2 separate regions of the Sus scrofa genome follow, and region 2 is linked to region 1. A link is a contact called in public Hi-C data. All regions are on one chromosome and are shown on one strand. The core of a region is the stretch at or near the end of the contact, and the rest is flanking DNA. Distances in the headings are between cores, read along the strand shown.

Region 1 (2,700 bases), core at 15-2,514:
CAGAATTCCTGGCCGCTTGTAAAAACTGATATTGCACATATTATCATCAATAGTTTCTTTCCTATGAAGACTCAGTTACCACCACCCACGACTCCCTTTCGAGGAAGCTGGAGCTGAGCGATGCGCTACAGAGGGTGAGAAATGGAAGCGAGTCTGTCGCTTCCACTCAGGAAGCCTCAGCCCAAGCCAGACCTCTCTAGCGAGACGAGGTCCTGAATGAATACTGATGGCCACCAACAGGGACTGCGTTCCGTCACGTCTCCCCTGGGTGCCTAGGACCACAGTGACTCGGGGATGACCTGCAACACATGGAAGTTCCCAGGCCGGGGATCGAACCCGAGCCGCAGCAGCGACCCAAGCCACTGCAGTGACAACACTGGCTCCTTAACCCGCTGTGTCATCAGGGAACTCCTAGGAAGACTAGTTTCTTTTATTCTTTATAGGGCTGCACCTGCGGCATATGAAAGTTCCCAGGCTGGGGTCGAACCAGAGTTGCAGCTGCCAGCCTACACCACAGCCACAGCCACAGCCATGCCAGATTCGAGCCGCATCTGTGACCTACACCACAGCTCACAGCAACGCCGGATCCTGAACCCACTGAGTGAGGCCAGGGATCGAACCTGCATCCTCATGGATACCTGGTCTGGTCCCAACCTGCCGAGCCACAAAGGGAACTCCAAGGCTAATTTTAAATGTAGACACCTTCTTGGATGTAGATACCTTAAAACAGAAACTTACCAATTCATGCTTATAAACCAAAATTTGGTAAAACCCTGGAAATGCATCTTTAAAAAGTAAATATAATAAAAGAAAAAATAGTCATTCAAAAATACATTAAGGATGACCCTCAGACATGACCGCCCCATAAAGCTGAGAGGAGAAATAGCCGGCTTCGTGGGTCAAGAACCAGAGCGCACAGCAGCCTGTACGGTTCCCGTGGACCACGGCTCACAAGGCTATGATTTAGGAATCAGCCTTATTTATAAGTAGGCACATTCACAGCTAATAAAAAAAAAATAAAAGGAAAAATTCTCCCCTCTTGCCAGTGTGTTTTCCTTTCCTTTCAGGAAGAAAAAAAAAATGAATGCAACCTCTTGAAGCTCCATTAATAGAGGAGGCTGGCTCTCTAGGATATCCCTACTTTTTGCCAGAAGCTACAAATGTATACTGGAAAGTAAACAATGGAAAGGTTACTGAAGGTTAAGTACATTCACACACTTCAGACTGTACAGCCAGACTCCTGGCTGGGAAGATAATTTACACAGCACGAACCCGCTGCCCCAGCTCTGGCTGGGGTTGTGGGAAGCTGGGTGGGGAGAGAGGAAGAGCTGATGCGTCCTGGGTCTGCAGCTACTAGAGGTCACCCAGAGGGCACCTTTGTGTATAACCCGAGCCCCCTTCTCATCTGTCTTCCACCGAGGATTCCCTAGTTGGATCCATGACAAGTTTTGTGACATCACCTGTCAGCTAATAATAGAAATGCAGTCAGCCACCTGCCAGCAAAGATGGATGAGTTTTTGGTTACAGACTGACTAACTGAATGTGGAGCTTCCCGCCACCTCCCTCCCCTCCCCACCCCATTCCAGCTTCGGGGAGGCCCAGGCCACCTGGGGAGGCGATGCCTCTGGCTGTTCCTTAGGACTCTAGAAACTTTACAGTCTATTATAAGCAAATCCGAGGTGCAACCGTACCCCCCAGGTCTTGCTTAGGTTTCATTCCGGAGGCTTCCTCTGGCTGACTTGCTCTCAGTCCCTAGAAGACACAGCCACTCCACAGTGGAGATGGTGGTGCAGCCCCACGGCTAAGGGGCTGGACCTCTCAGGGGCTGACAGGACCGAATTTCAGATCCGTGTCAGGCACATCACATCCAAACTGGAATCTGGAGGCACGATGTAGAATGCCAAGTCATTACTGGCATTTAGGATTTAAACTGATTCAGCACGACCATTTGAAAAAACAATCTAGAATGTTTTTTAGGAATCTTTTAGTTGTTTGCCAGGATGGGCTAGTAAGGAATAAACTACAGTTACAGTCTTACGGGAAAAACTGACTTCAAAGAACACAAACTTTGGCGGAAGATTAGTGTGAAGAATTTTTGTAGCGTGTGAGACTCTGACATGGCAAATCACTGGGGATCATTTGTTTTGCTTCTCTGACAAGAAAGATGTTTCGGAGACATTTTCCTTAATGAAAGTTCTGGAGTCAAAGAGGCCACAGATGCTGGAGGAAAGGCCTGGCTTTTGGCTGAGAGGCTGATGTTATTCTCTGCCCTCCTGCCCAGTCCGTGTGTCCGTCTCTCTGCAGAGCACATAAGCCAAGCAGACCGCAGCCCGAGCGCTGGCTGAACGGCTCAGCTCAGGCACCTTCCTCCCTGCTTCCTGATTCTCGTGACTCGGGCACCTTCTGGACCACTGAGAAGAACGTATTCTCAGGAGCACATCTGCAACCCAAGCTCTTTTGTGCAGTTAAAGCGGGAATGTTGCCATAAAAACGGTAGTTTTAAAAAAAATGGGGGGCGGGGGCTGACTGTAGGAGGACAGGCCCTGTACTTGCTGAAGTGCCTACACCTCGGCGGGGTTTCTTGCACTGAGCCGATGCTCCCTGGGAGAGCTATTCTCCATACAGGAGGACAGACCGTTCAGCAACGCGAGTTCTTTCCCGGCAAATAAAATATACCTTTAGATCTTTGCAGACATTGCA
Region 2 (2,700 bases), core at 133-2,632, 420 kb after region 1:
TTATGCAGGGCTGTCCACGTTTTGAATGATGTGTAATAAAATCTTTTCTTACAGCCTAGTTTAGAAATTTTCTTTAACTTTCAGACAAATGTGTGTTCAACGGCATTTCCTTCACTTTATTGTCAGTATTGTCCTCATTCATTTTACCATCATCAGAATCACTTATTGAGCACTTTATTGATGATACCACTCTAGTTCCTCAGAAATAAATATTTCAGAAATAAACATTTGAGGTCATTTTGTAATAATCAAAAATACAAGGGAAGTCATTTGGAGAGATAATCACCTCAATTTTGGGGGAAGATCTGAGTGATTTATCTCAAGGCCTTCTGGGTCTTTGTCAAATGCAGTAAATCCCTTCACAGTACGCATAAGCTTCTAAAATACAACTACTTTTCAAGCACAATAAATTCCAAACAATAAATAACTTAGGTGCATTAATGTAGCAAATTTGTAATATTTATTTCACCCTGTTTATCTTCAACTGCTTTGTCCCTAACTCATTAAGAGAATCAGTAGTCACCTTTAAGGGCAGATTAGGACTGACTGTTCTAAGGGCCAAAGGACTTGATTATATGCTTTTCTTAAATAAAATGACATAATTTCATTGCCTATCAATGCATTCCTCTAGAAATGCCCAAGTGGTTAAACATAATTTTTTTTTCTCTAACTTAAAGCAAGTCTCTACATTGTAAAATGTTTCTATAGGACTTAAAATTCAGTGGGCTATATCTGGCATCCTCTCTGAACCCTCAGACGTCTCCTCTCAAGCTCTACTTCTCGCTGTGGTGCTGGTGACCTGCTTTCTCGGGGACCACGTGGGTTAAAGGTTTCCTTCCCAAAGCATAACCCATAAGAAGCAGTTGGGAAGGCAGCTTCTTGGCTCAACCCCATTCAGTCATTCAGCAAATAATTGCCAAGGCTTGCCTGCTCTGCACCGGCCCAGTGCTAGGCTCTGCGGACCCTGCAGTGAGGAAGAAAGAAAAAAGAAACTCCCGCACTGCCTACCAGCTCGACATTAATCAGATGATCCCACTAACAAATGCGTAAATGCGCAAAGAAAACGTGCTCTGAAGGAGAGGTGCAGGCTTGTAGGAGCGAAATAAACGAAGAAACTGACAGAGACTGGGGAAAGACTTCCCGGAGGAAATGGAACTGGGGCTGAAACCCGCAAAGTGAGGAGGCGTGAACCAGGGAAAGAAGCGAAAGGGCGTCCCCGACAGCAGGAGGCCGGTGGGGCTGCGGAGCAGAGCCGGGCTGGCGCACCCGCAGCGGCCGCGGAGGTGGGGCCACCGCGCCGGGCACGCAGCCCAACTCCACCAGGGCTGGTCTCCCACGAGCTGAGCGAACTATCTGCGGCCTTTAAACCGGGGCCAGCGGGCGGGGCCGGGTGGTCCCGGGACCCACTGGCTGCTGGGAAGAGAGGCGGAGCCAGAGCGTGGGGGCGGGAGTGGGGGCGGGCCCAGGCTGGGGGCTGCTCCGCCCAGGCCCGGCCACCCTCCTGTGCTGAGGCTCCCAGTGTTTGGCGATATTAAGGAACAATAAAAGAGGATCATACAAATGACCTTTTTTTAATGTTTACAGTTTTTAAAACATTCGGCCTCAAAACCAGAAGGCGATACAAATGTGCGTCTCACGGAAAAATTAACATTTATTTAATTCACAGTGCCCCCACAAATACACAGTCTGTTAACAGATCCACGTTGAAAAACAAAAAATAGGATGAACACCTTTTCGTCTAGTCATTGTACCTCCAGAGCTAAACACATAACCCAACTTGGCAACCACACCAAAGTCTAAATTTGAGCCTTTTTGTACAAGGCTCTCCCACCTGTCTTGTGCACATGAGAAGATGGAAGCAGGAGGCACCATGAGGACAGAGATAAGTGAACCAACTCGAGTCCACCATTTAAGAATGGGCGAATTTTTCACTGATCAAGGGGTCTCAGCCAAGGCTTACTTGCCACTCACTGAGTCTTGACACTGGACTTAGTCTGCTGGAGGATGGGGTGTCTTTTTCTAACTGGCACAAAGCATCAAACATGCTTGCAGTGGCCCTACATGGGAGAGAGGTCGAGGCGAGAACATAGGAGGACTTGGTAATAAGTCAGTCACGAGGGTGAGGAAATGGACCAAATTTCCTATCTCTCACTTCTTTTTCATCCCACCCCCTCCTGGTCTACACCAACGATGAAGCAACTGGAAACTCCAGCTTCTATCCTACCACCCTGTCTGTCCACTTCAGCCTATCTATCTATCCTACCCACTTTTCTCTATACCACCCCCAATCTACCATGCTGATAAGCCAACTCTGTTCATAATAGAATCTTAGACCTAAAAAGAGCTTAGAAGTTTTAAGAAGCTGAGGGAAACTTCTCAGAACCATACAGGGCAAAAAAAAAAAATTTTTTTTGGCCACGCCCACAGAATGAGGAAGTTCCTGGGCCAGGGACTGAACCTGTGCCACACTATGACAACAATTCTTAACCCAGTGTGCCTTAATCCACAAGTGTGATATTTTGTGATATAAGAGCCTTCTCTCTTATCTAGGAATTTGTGACTTTGAGACGATCCATAGAAAACTCTTTGAAAGAAATAAACCAAATAAGTTGACACCCAACCCCTAAGTTACAATTTGCCTCCTTCCCAGAGCCTCCTGTTTACACAGAGCCAGGGAGTGTCATGTTTGTTGTCACTCAT

What was found. Hi-C and Micro-C count contacts between places; a contact is called where the count stands out from the background.
Region 2: a Hi-C map of heart right ventricle shows a contact between it and region 1, with 3 times the contacts expected there. The contact joins two enhancer-like sites. A contact is called at or near these places in 3 of 47 Hi-C or Micro-C datasets (embryonic fibroblasts, heart right ventricle and psoas muscle) and 1 of 2 datasets of contacts at active chromatin or transcription factors (skeletal muscle).

Annotation. Positions count from the first base shown.
Region 1 is chr1:9,812,702-9,815,401 of Sscrofa11.1, forward strand. The region is part of intron 14 of ARID1B (AT-rich interactive domain-containing protein 1B); the gene reads right to left. Among named protein-coding and RNA genes, the nearest start is that of TMEM242, 150 kb to the left of the region's middle. Within about 2 kb of position 1,265, at least 15 of the 83 cell types and tissues checked have an H3K27ac peak or open chromatin away from gene starts, as enhancers often do. A contact at or near this core is called in skeletal muscle, where this site is marked.
Region 2 is chr1:10,231,814-10,234,513 of Sscrofa11.1, forward strand. No RefSeq gene overlaps it. Among named protein-coding and RNA genes, the nearest start is that of ARID1B, 5.8 kb to the left of the region's middle. Within about 2 kb of position 1,383, at least 54 of the 83 cell types and tissues checked have an H3K27ac peak or open chromatin away from gene starts, as enhancers often do. A contact at or near this core is called in skeletal muscle, where this site is marked.